Regions from separate parts of the Sus scrofa genome. Here region 1 is linked to region 2. The links are chromatin contacts, called in public Hi-C maps. All regions are on one chromosome and are shown on one strand. The core of a region is the stretch at or near the end of the contact, and the rest is flanking DNA. Distances in the headings are between cores, read along the strand shown.

Region 1 (6,011 bases), core at 3,371-5,870, 78 kb after region 2:
TATTGCTCCCTTTTCCTGGTCTTTTCAAACTACATAACTTGACATAGGAAAACCGTAGAATAGTCTTGTAAAAAAGCCTTCCTCTTCCTTTAAGCCACCCCAAGCCTCACTCAGCACGTGTTGTTCTGTTAGGGAGTACCTGAAGTTGTATTCATGAGAGAGAACACCATGAAACTAAGGACCTTTTTTCTATCTAAGCTACTTGACAGAAGACCAGAGATTTCAGGAGTATTTTACCAAAAAATGTTTAGTCTCAGTCTGGTAATTTGTGATATAAATTGAATGGCTCTCACGTTTTAAGCCTTAAAACTCTGCCGGTTTAGATTGGTTTAGAAGAACTTCCATTAGTTTGTAAACCTAGGTTATGTTTATTTTTAGATGTTTTGAGAATTGAGAATTAAACATTTTAATTTAGCTTTTTTTTTTTTTTTTTTTTTTGTCTTTTTAGGGCTGCTCCTGCAGCATATGGAGATTCCCAGGCTAGGGGTCCAATCGGAGTTACAGCTGCCAGCCTACGCCAGAGCCACAGCAACACGGGATCCGAGCTGCGTCTGCAACCTACACCATAGCTCACGTCAACGCCGGACCCCCAATCCACTGAGCAAGGCCAGGGATCGAACCCAAAACCTCATGGTTCCTAGTTGGATTCATTAACCACTGAGCCACAGCAGGAACTCCTAATTTAGCTTTTTAAAAAATTTTGGCTAATCGTTAACTTGCCTAAAGCCTTTGGTCATATATTAAAACTTGGTTTGGGGGAGTTCCTGTCGTGGCTCAGTGGTAAACAACCTAACTAGTATTCGTGAAGGTGAGGGTTCCATCCCTGGCCTCGCTCAGTGGGTTAAGGATCTGGCACTGCCATGAGCTGTGGTGTAGGTCGCAGACACGGCTCGGAACCTGCGTTGCTGTGGCTGTGGTGTGGGCCAGCGGCTACAGCTCTGATTAGACCCCTAGCCTGGGAGCCTCCGTATGCTGAGGGCGTGGCCTTAAGAAAAAAAAAAAAAAAAAAAAAGCTTGGTTTTGTTCCTGCAGTCATTGATCGAACACTGTAAGGACCATTGAATCCATAAGTTTACTACCTGCCTCCTGTAAGGGCCTCCCATTTCTAAGACTTGCCCTTCTTAGATCTGATTCAGACCGAAGGTGACAATAGGAAGCCACTAGTTCCTAGTATGTCCAGTCTTCTAAATATAACAGACATGACGGCTTCCAGCCTTTGACCTTGTAATCTTTAGATTAAAATTCCAATACGGGGAAGCTAAGTTTCTCAAGGCGGGGGCGGGGGAGGAGTTCCCTGGTGGTGTAGCAGTTAAGGATCTGCCATTGTCCCTGCCGTGGCTGGGGTTCAGTCCTAGGCCTGGGAAGTTCTGATTGCCATAGGCACAGCCATAAAGAAAAAATAATAATAATTCTTGATTCTTGCAAGTCAGATCTCTGACCAGGATCCAGTTACCCAGTGTGTGGATGTTCCTTTTGTCTTGTCTTCCTTCTTTCTACTTCTGGTGCTGGCTGTAGCTACTCCCTTCCAATTTTGACATTGGTTCCCTCCCTTCCAGAAAGGAGAGGGAAGAGAGAAGCTTGGAACCCAATTAGAATGGACTCATTGGTGTGTCTGGTGAGAGGCTGAGGAATGAAGTGGCGATGCGACTGTGCCAGGGCAAGGGGCGCCGGTGGGGTGCAGGGGGCCTGCATATGGATGCTGGGGTGCAGAGGCCCTGTCTGCGGCTTCTCCAGAAGCTAATCTCTTGGCGGTTCTGCATTCCTCTTGATTACAGATAATCAAGATACAGAGACGCCTGCAGATCTGTCCCAGGCTTTCATCTGAGGTCTAATCCCTGATAATCAGAGATGACAATCCAATGTGCTGCGTGGCAGGTGTCAGCAGTGCTGCCTGATGAAAGCCCTTGGAGGGCTAAGTGGTTGTTTGAGCTGGTCACCTAAGTTGCCCACACTTTTGTGCGTCTCAGTTTATCCTGTAGGGGACCTGGCAATTTCTTCCCTGTAATATTGATTTTATTAGCAAACAAGACAAGAAAACTGTCCCATTTTGATTGCTCGGAAACATTTTAATGTCTTTTCTTGAAAAGGTAATGTTTGCCTTTGAGCTATGTTGGTATCGTAGAAACAGCTTCAGAATCAATGCCCGCTGGCTTCTTGAGGGCTTTGGCAGGTTTTTCGTGTGTGTTTGTTTGTTTTTGCTTTTTTAGGGTGGCACCTGTGGCATATGGAAGTGCCTAGGCTAGGGGTCAAATCCACAGCCACAGCAACACAGGATCTGAGTCATGTCTGTGACCTACACCACAGCTCACAGCCACGCTAGAGTCTTAACCCACTGAGTGAGGCCAGGGATTGAACCCGTGTCCTCATGGATACTAGTTGGGTTCGTTACGGCTGAGCCATGACAAGAACTCTTTTTGGCTGTTTTTGAGACAGCTCTTAAGCAACTGGAAAATCCAGCTCCAAATTCACACTTTCCAAGGCACCTTTTCTTTGGATTTCTTTGGGAGTCAGGGTAGAGAAAAATCTGTTACCTATCTTTAAAAAAAAAAAAAAAATTGGTAGAAACACCCCACAGTGCTACCATTTGGGTTGGGGGAGGTGTTGTGAAACTAGAGAGAGAGTGCCTCTTACTTCTGAAATTAATTGTATTTGGAAGTTGGAGAAGAATTATGCCATACGGCAGGCACCCACTTTTTTTCCCTGGAGAGGTTTTCTCGAGAGGGCCGTGAAATCAAGCAGAGATGGATGTTCAACTTCAAAGAGGTGAGGAATGGACATTGCTGCTTGAAACCAGTCTCCATGTCATTTGTATGTGATGTACATCTCTCCCAGCCCTGTCCCTTTTTCCTCTTTCCCAGTAGCACTCCAGGTGACCGTGGCACTGAAGGGAAATCAGGAGCTCTCACCCACTGGCTCTACCCTAGAACCCTCCCAGTTGCAACCTAGGTCTCTGCTGGCCTGTTTGCCCTGTGCTGAGAAAACCTCAGCAACCTTTCCTATGCACCAAGGAGGGACCCTGCCAAGCTGCAGATGGGGAATGAAAACTCCAGATGTTTGCGGGGGGGGGGGTGTCTCCTTGCCCCCAGGTATGGCCTGGTACTCTTGCAGGGCCTCTGTGGTTGGGGTAGTAGCGTAAGGAGGCCAGAATTCTGGCCAGGGGCCCACCAGACTGGACAGAAGGGAGCTTTGGCGCTCTGGTTGCCCGTGTGTTGCTCAGGGGCATCCACTAGGGGCCAAGTTTGTGGTCATTGAGCACCTCCGCCCTCCCCGCCACCCCTTTCGGGCAGGCGCTACACAGGGCGCTAGAGAACACATGACGGTAAATGTTAGGATGATAGTAATTGTGCATTCAGTGAGGCTGTGGCTTTGCTTTAATCCTTTCCCTGCATCTGGCGGTCACAACCAGCGCCACATTTGTGGATGGAAGGTGTATAAATGACAGTGGATTTGAGGACTAAGGGGAGGGGCACTTGTAACGGCCACTTCATGCGCTGGTATCCTTGAGCCGCTGTGTTCAGCCTTTGACCAGGCGGGGATAAGGTTGGATTAAGTACTTTCTTCGAATACTAGACTCTGGCTGCGCACCCCCCCCCCGCCTCCATTTTCAACAATGTACTTATTGAACACCTACTATGTGCCAGGTGGTTTCCATAACTTACTTTCTCATTTCTCATCACAACTACCCTGAGAGCTGGCTCTCTGCAGATGTGACTGGCCTAGTGGCAATACAGCCCCAGCCTGTGGGCCTAGTGGCCTTTCCCTGCCGCGGCGCAGTCGTGGAAGCCGCAGCTGCGGGGAGGACACGGCAGTGCCCGCCGCGCCCGCCCGCCGGGAAGGCGGCCGTGGGGACCTCGGGCCCGAGCCGCGGGGGTGGGAGGGGGAAGCGACAGCTGTCGAGGCCGAGCCCGGGGACTGCGCCCCCGCGGGGCCGACCCGGCGCCGGGGCCGAGAGGAGGGGCGGCGAGGGGCGGGGCGCGCGGGGCGGGACGGAGGAGGGGCGGCGGCACCGGCGGCTCGGGCTCGGCGCGCCGAGGAAGTCCCGCTCCGAGAGCTGCGAGCGTCTGGAGGAGGCGCGCTCGGCGCAGTCGGGGAGCGAAGTCCGGAGCGAGGGGCCCCTGTGCCGCCGCCGCCCCCTCCCGCCACCCGTCCAGCCAGGGAACCCGCGGCGCCGGCGGCCGATGGAGTTTACTTGAGCGGCGAGCCGGCGGGAGAGGCAGGCGCCCGCGAGCGGAGCGCGGGCCGGAGCCGAGCCAGCCCTAGGCGCTGCCCGTCCGCCCGCGAGCTCCGGCCGGGAGGCGCCGCCGGCCCCGCGTAGCCCGCCCGGCGCCCCGGCCGCTGCAGCGCCGCCCGCGCCGCGCGCCAGTGAGATCGGCTCCGAATAAAGACTCCCAGAGCGTCTCCTCCAGCGCCGCGGCGGTGGCGGCGGGACCGGGACCGGGACTGGTCGGCCCGCGGTGCTGCTGGAGAGGCGGGAGCGGCAGTCGGGGAGCCCGAGGCGGCCGCCGGGGAGAAGCCGCCGCCGCCGCCGCCGCCGCCGCCGCGCGCCCTCCTCCTCCTCCTCCCTCTCCCTCCTCCCCTCCGCACATGGTCTCCTTTGTCCTGTCGCCGCCGCCGCCTCGCTCTTAGCTCCGCGCGCCGCGGCCGCGGCTCGGGCCGCTCCTCTCCGCCTCGCCCGCTCGCCGGCCCGCCCGGGACGCCCCTCCGGTCCCCGCCGTGCCCCGCGGCCCCGCGCGCCGCCGGAGCCGCCCGGAGGCAGCGGGCGAGCGCCGGCTGGGCGCTCCCTCCCGGCCGCCCGCCCGTCGCCGCCGCCCGCTTGGCCTCGGCCGCGCTGGATGTGTGCAGGCGCTGGCGCTCGGCCGCCCCGGAGCTGCCGCCCGTACGGATTTGGTTGGCGTGCCTCCGCTTTCAGACTTTCACCTGGAAAGGAGAGACTCGCGCGGACGGAGCCCGGTCGGAGTTGGGCGTTTTCTCTTCGTGTGTTTGGCTGGCTTTCCCCCTGGTCTCTGACGATCCCCCATCGTGAGCCTTGCTCTGGAACCAAACCATGAACTTGGGGCTGACAGGACTGCTTAACCCTTTACGACCAGGTAATGCAGCCCCGGGGGCGCGGCTCCCTCGCTTGCCGCCGGTGGTCGGGAGGGAGCGGCGGGCCGGGGGTCTTTTGTTGCGGCGGCCGGGCCGGCGGGCAGGGGTGGCAGGGGCGAGCTCCTCGCGTCTGGCGCGCCCGAACCCCCCGCCGCCACCCCTCCTCCCTCCCGCCGCCCGCCCTCCCTCCGCGGCCCGGTCGCCCGCCTTTGTACTTTCCTCCCCTGGCCCGCCGGGCTCCGGCGGGGAGCGGCGGCGCGAGCGGCCGGAGCTACGCGGTCGTGCCCGGGGACCGGAGCCGCCCCGAGGGGCTGCGCCTGCCTCCGGCCGGGGCCTGGCACCCGCTCGGGCTAGAGCTCTGGGCGCTGCGCTCGCTACCGGTGCCGGGGGTAGCGCTTCCCCGCGCAGAGGTCGGGATCCTGGCCCGCACGCGCGGTGCCCAGGGAAGCGAAAGGAGAGCTGGGCTGGGATCGCGGCCGCTGGGCAAAGAACTCGCACCCAAGTTTCGGGGAGGTTTCTCTTTTCTGGTTGCAAAGCCCCTCCGGGTGCGGGTGCGGGTGCGGAGGGCCGTCCGCGGGGTCCGCGAGCGAAGGGAATGAAGGTGGACCTTTAACAGGAGAGGCTGCGTCCCACCCCTGTCTGCTCCTCCGAAGGCTTTTATTCGTTTTCCTCATTCTCCGTGTTCCTTCCTTCAATCTCTTTGACTTATTTAACTTTTCTTTAAACACCAACTACGGCGTCTAGCAATTTTTCAGTATTAACCCCCCCCCCATAAAAAACAGCCAAGAGGGAGCTTTGTTTTTCTATCCTTTCTAGATGCAGCCACTTCACGCCCTCACTCTCCGAAACCGAGCGAGGGGGATGAAACGAAATGGCGAGCAAAACCTGAAGTCGTTAGTATGTAGAGGTGCCCCCGTGGTAAAAAA
Region 2 (6,355 bases), core at 3,528-6,027:
GCGGCTCGGATCCCGCATTGCTGTGGCTCTGGCGTAGGCCGGTGGCTACAGCTCCGATTTGACCCCTAGCCTGGGAACCTCCATATGCCGCGGAGCGGCCCAAAGAAATAGCAAAAAGACAAAAAAAAAAAAAAATGCTGCTACCATAGTTCCCATCATGAATCAGTGGTTAATGAACCCAACTAGTATCCATGAGGACGTGGGTTTGATCCCTGGCCTTGCTCAGTGGGTTAAGGATCCAGCATTGCCATGAGCTGTGGGGTAGGTAACAGGTGTGGCTCAGATCCCACATTGCTGTGGCTGTGGAGTAGGTCAGCAGCTACAGCTCCAATTTGACCCCTAGCCTGGGAACCTCCATATGCCATGGGTGGGGCCCTAAAAAGACAAAAAATAAAAATAAAAACTAAAATAAACTGCTGCTTCCCAGAGTGTGGAAATGATTCTCCAACTCTGTCCTGTCTTTTCTAAAAGAACGCACTCCCTTTTCTAGTTCCTTACTGGGGTAACTTTTTTCAGAGGGACCCCCTCCTGGGAAGGTTAAAGGTCATCAAGAAGCATCCCCCCCAAAAAAAGAAGCCTCCCCAAACAGAATATCCTGATGTAAGGAAGAGCACCCCTGCCCTGCAGCATGGTTGTATGTAGGTTTGGGGAGCTCTGCTATGGGTCCCCATGATAACTAGACAGTTCTCTGCTACACGGCTTGGTGGAAAAGTGGATGCAGCAAAGAATGCTAGTTGCCTTCTAATACGCATTCTCCCTGCCTTCCTCAGTAATAACACTCCTGATTTGTAATTGGGCAAATGGGCCAACTAAGTAGAATAAAGACTACATTTCGTGGCCCTCCTTGCAGCAAGGTGCTGTCTTAGAACTAAGTTCTGGCTGATGGGTATTAAAACATTAGTGAAGTGCTGCTTGTCGAGAGAGCCCTTCAAGGACCAGAGTGCACCCATCTAGACAGTGGACTCGCTGGTTGGGGCTGCAGCCGGTGTCCTGGGGCACGATGTGGTTTGGGGAATGGAAAGCAGTAGAGGCAGAGACATGAGTGTATGTAGAAAGGTCAACGCCCTGGACATTCAGAGTGCCCTTCCAGCCCTCGACTGCCTGCCGTGGGACCTAGGCGCTGAGAGTGAGAACTCTTACTTACTTGCAGCCAGTGTTCATCCTAACTGACCCAGCAGGGAAATGGCTTTAAAAGGAGCTTTCGTGCACCGTCCTAAGTGTGGAACGTTTGGAAGTCATTTCTTCCATCCAGCCTTCTTGTTAGTTACGCCGTCACAATGGATAACTATGTGTGTTTAACTGTGGAGTGTGGGAAGATACTAGAAGGACAGAGGAACAGAAATCTCATACTCGCCAGAACGTATTCTAACCAGCATTGGCCCAAATGCCACTCCCAGCCTTGTGCATAATAAAATAATTACTAATTAGTCTATCAGGTGGTCAGCAACTCATACTTGCACAGTGATTTCTGTGATGCCTAGAGAGTCACGTTCATTAAAGCAGTAGTATTTTCAGGGGGTTCCCGTTGTGGCTCAGCAGTTAACGAACCCAACTAGTATCCATGAGGACGCAGGTTCAATCCCTGGCCTGTCTGAGTGGGTTCAGGATCTGGTGTTGCCATGAGCTATGGTGTAGGTTACAGATGGGACTTGGATCCCGTCTGTTGCCGTGGCTGTGGTGTAGGCTGGCAGCTACAGCTCCCATTCAACCGCTAGCCTGGGAACCTCCATATGTCCCCAGTGCGGCCCTAAAAAGACACACACAAAAAAAGCAGTAGTATTTTCTACCAAGGGGTCCTTATAAATGGGCTTATCAGCATTTCCCCACATATACAGACAATAAGTTAGAAACTCTCTGGAGTATGTATGTGTGTGTGTGTGTGTGTGTGTGTGTGTATGTTATTATGCTTAAAGCAGCAGAAGACATCGGTGACAATTAGGAGGGAACAGAGGACCCCAGCTGCTAACAGATTTTTTAGTTTGGGGGAAGTAGGAAAGGAGCCCTGGACTTCTTAATTCTGCTCAGGACACATCATTAGAAAATTCCCTTGTTTGAAACATCTCAGCATCAGAATCTACTATGCAGTTGTTTAATAATTTTTGTACTTGATGCAAAATACCAGGCAGCATCTCCAAGGAGCCTCTGTGAAAGAGAGCTGCTTGGTGCATCTCACGTCAAGAGCCGAGGTTGCTCAGACCCATTGTCCAGGAAGATGAGCATCAGCCTTTTGCCCCACAGAATGGGATTCCAGACGTAGAAATCAGCTCTTCCGACAGTCTTAGAGGCCGAGCATTTTACCCTTGGGTGTGACATTCGGATGGGATCTGGTCTTGCCCTTTAGACTGGGGACAGTCAGGCTCAGGGACCCTAACAGGACCTTCCCAAGGTCACGTGGGCCCAGGCAGCCCAGGCTGGAACCCAGACTTCAGAGTTCCCGACCCATTGTTCTTGTCATCGTACAGTGTGGCCTTGCATTTCAAGGACTAGCAAATAGTCAAGTCTGGCAATGCACCCCCCTTCATTTTTGTTTGAGAGGTTAAAAAAAAAAAAAAACAAAAACAGAATGAAATGATGTCATAAATAAGTCTCTTCTAAGCGGTCAGCATTTATCTCCTCCCACACCTTTTTATTTATGTATATATATATATATACACACACACACACACACACACGCATATATATGGTTTTTTTCCAGCGGGTGTATTCCCAAGGCTAAGAACTAAAGGAACAGATTGCCTCGCCCCTCATGACTCTGCCCTGGTGGTGGATCATTAATGGTGTAGAAAATGAGGGCAGTGGCAGGCAGTCCTGGGTGGGGTGCGTGCCTCTTTAAGAGATTTATGTGGAGGTCTGAACTGGGGAGACAGCGCAGTGGTACATCATCATGCAGGCGACATCAGAGACTTTCTTCTTCGCTTGGGTGCATTATCATAAAAAGTGATTTAGACTGGAGCTGATTGATGCAAATGGCCCTATGTTCTTTCCTATCATTAGCGGCCTCTTTCAGTGGCCAGAGGCAGTGATTAAAGCTGTCATTTGGAGCTGCTCATTAAAGACAAGCCCCAGAATAGCAAGAGGAAAAGAGGTTGGAGAGGCATATAGACATATATCTGTATGTACGTCTATGTGTGTGTGCATGCCTTTTTTTCTCCTGCCTTACATGTGCGTCATCCCTTTCCAGATTGAACCACTGAAATCAAGGCTGTAGGGATGTTTCCTCCCAGAATATAGAGAGCTCTTTGGCAAGTCATATTAGATTTTCGGGAGTGTCACAGTAGATGCTGATGACAGCTTGCCTACATATTATGAAAGGAGATGAGGAGGGCATTGTGTTAGGTGTGTTTTGTTAGAGATTGACCCTGGTGAGAACTCATTAAGTCTCCCTCCTCCCAGGCTGGGGACTTCAGAGGCGGGCCACAGGAGAGCGGAGGGGAGGGTTGCCGGGGGGGTTTGGCCTCGATGAGTCCCATTGTGACAGTGGTGACCCCAGGGATGGAGAGGAGGAGGCCGACAGGGAGGGGGCTCTTGGCGGAGCCCAGAGGATCTAGATGCCGGCATGTCAGTCGCAGAGGGGGGGCGGTACCAGTAGGCCCCCCAAACAGGAGGGGAAGGGAAGAGAGGGAACAAAGCAGAGACCCATGCACGTAAGGAGCAAGATGAAGCTCAAGGAGCGTGCTCTCTGGCTCCTCGGAGTGGTCCTGTCCGGGTGACGTGGCTGGTTAATCACCCTTGTCGTAAAACCAGGCTTGAAGGGGCGCCTGCCTGTGGTTCCAAAAGCATGAATTCACATCCAGGGACAGGCTGGTTTTTGATTGGTGTCCACGTGGTACCGACAGGTGACGGAAACTCCTCAAAGGCTTTTTGCCCAGGCTCCAAATGAGCGACGTTCCACCCAAGGCGACACTGGGAAGGTGGGTGGCGGGCTGAATTAGAGGAACTGGGGACTTGGACGTGAAACTAGGGAAGAGGGTGCCTTTGATGCTTGAAACAAACTAGTTCCGGGTCAGAGACACCCCTGGCTAGAGAGGCTATGCATCCGCCCTGGCCAGCTGATGAATTACTGCCAAGCCCCCTACCAAACTTTTGCAGAAGCCAGTCTACAGGGCTCCTCGGAGATCCCTCTGGGAGGAAAAAAAATAAGAAATGATCTATTTAATTTCTCAGTCTAATGAACTGGTCTTATGCATAAAAATTTAAATTACCTTTTTTCTTCCTTTTTTTTTTTTTTTAAGCAAGTGGAGACCAGCATCAGTTCTGCCACCACCACGGTCTCCATGACAACTTCTTGGTGGTGGCGGCTCATGTGACTTCACAGTCACAGGCCCTTGAAATGAGGCAGAGGAAAGTTTGAGTTTCTCTTTTGTCGCTGAGTGGACTCCAGGGGCTCCCGGGAAGGTGCTTAGCGGAGGTGGCGGGGTGGTAATTTATGGCATCGACAGCGGGGAGTAGGGACGGCTGACACCAGCCCCCCAGGCTCCAGGCGGGGACCGAACTGTGTGACAGAGAGCCCTGCCTGGTCAGGTTCCTAGCCAGCTGTTGGCTTCGAAGGTGTGGCCTTTGTCCTCTTCTCGGGCACGTGCCCTGTGGTGCTGGCCTTCTCAGCCCGGGTCTGGCGCATCAGAGCCCATTAGGACTGATCAGGGCTGCATCAGGGCTGCGAGGTTTCTCTCCTCGGGGAGCCAGCAGCACAACTGAACAAAGTCCCTGGTAATCTGTGCTTACAGCCTCCCCCACCCCAGGGAGAGGGCCCGGCCAGCTGGCGCTCTCACGCTCAGCACACTTACTTCCCCTGGCAGCCTGACTGCCTGGCACGGGCCCAGAGGCCAGCCAGCTCCAGGGCCGCCTGCACCAGCACCCGGGGCCACCCAGCTCCAGATCACATGCATCATGCTTGGTGCACTGCCTTCCAGCCTGGACGCTGGCTGAACGCACAGCTGAGACATGGCAGCTCCAGGCCACCAGGCTGGCTCTCCAGAAATAAAAAAAAACCTGGGTGCTGGGTGGGGAACCACGGCTGGCCAGTTCCACTAGGGATTCACACAGAACCGCTTTCCCCTTGTCTGTTTTCCCAGCCTCTAGGTGGGTGACCCAAGGAAATGCCTCGACGGGTTCAGTCCCCTGTAGTTGAAAGTTGTCCATCTGCCTTGGATGATGGGATGTGGGGTGTGGGTGGCAGGGGTGCGGGGTGGAGTAGGGAGACGTGGGGATCTTGGCTGTGTATGTACACGTTAGAAAATAAATACCTGGAGGGGAAAAAAGTCACTAGGCAGAAACCTCTTGGGTCTCACTTTCCCAGTACATTCATTGCTAGATACAACCTTGACTGAAGCAAGAATTCCCTCACTGGAACCAGAATCCTGCAGCAAGAGGGCAGGGTCCTGAGAGCCCTTGGGGGAGCAGTTCCTTCAGCCCTGCTCCCTGAGGGGCACAAAGATGCTAGAGTTTCTCACTGACATGGCTTAGGACATTTTAGGATCTTCCTGCCCAGCCTACAAAAACTACGCCCTGCAATGTTCGTGGCTTTTTTTTAAGGAGGAACCTGTGAAAAACATCTCTTCGACACAGGGGTCATCCAGACCCTAACATGTGTGTGGCCCCAACTTGGCATAAGTGGAGGTCAACTAGGCTGTTTTAATCAGGTATACAGTTGTCCTGATAAGAGATTGGGGACAAAGCCAAAAGGCAGTGTTCTTAAAGTTTAATTTTACCAGGTTTTTAATGGAGGTTTTCCCCAGAAAGGAAAAGAAGGAAAGTCCAGATGAAGTGACTTCTGTCCATCTTCTTCAGACTTTTCCCTGCTCTGTTCCTCTGCATCCACCAAGAACGGTAGCGATAATGGCCAACCTTTGGCAGGCGCGTTCTCTGTGCCAGACACTGCGCTGCACTCTTGACTCGGTGTCTCATGTCATCCGAAGCCAGCACAGCCTCAGCCCCATTCGGCAGGTGAGGACCCTGGGCTCAGCTTTCTCAGCATCATATCAGCACCACTGGGAGCACGCAGGGGCCGCACCCACTGTCTGGGCTGACGCTCACACTCTTACCCATGACTGATGAGGGAGGCACCCTTTGGCTGGGATAGCCAGTGGGGCCGGTGTGGCTGCCGGGTCCACATGGGGACTCGTGGAGATCGGGGAGGCTGCAGCCTTAAGCTCGCGTTTATGATGGGATGACCTGATGACCCTAAGCTCCACAAGGGGAAGGGCACATCTGGTTTCGCATCCCATTGAGTCCCTCGCACACTCTGTGTGCTCAGTATATGGTTGCCACATGAAAACATGAACAAGCAAGTGATCAAGGGTAGAATCGAAAGTCTTTAGCATAAGTAAACATGCTTTCTGAACCCAAAGATAGTCTC

The links. A called contact is a pair of places that touch in the nucleus more often than the background predicts.
Region 1: a Hi-C map of liver shows a contact between it and region 2, with 4 times the contacts expected there. The contact joins two enhancer-like sites. A contact is called at or near these places in 4 of 47 Hi-C or Micro-C datasets (heart right ventricle, liver and skeletal muscle).

Annotation. Positions count from the first base shown.
Region 1 is chr3:14,697,076-14,703,086 of Sscrofa11.1, forward strand. The region is part of intron 5 of AUTS2 (AUTS2, activator of transcription and developmental regulator); the gene reads left to right. Among named protein-coding and RNA genes, the nearest start is that of GALNT17, 330 kb to the right of the region's middle. Within about 2 kb of position 4,621, at least 47 of the 83 cell types and tissues checked have an H3K27ac peak or open chromatin away from gene starts, as enhancers often do. A contact at or near this core is called in liver, where this site is marked.
Region 2 is chr3:14,618,519-14,624,873 of Sscrofa11.1, forward strand. The region is part of intron 5 of AUTS2 (AUTS2, activator of transcription and developmental regulator); the gene reads left to right. Among named protein-coding and RNA genes, the nearest start is that of GALNT17, 400 kb to the right of the region's middle. Within about 2 kb of position 4,778, at least 8 of the 83 cell types and tissues checked have an H3K27ac peak or open chromatin away from gene starts, as enhancers often do. A contact at or near this core is called in liver, where this site is marked.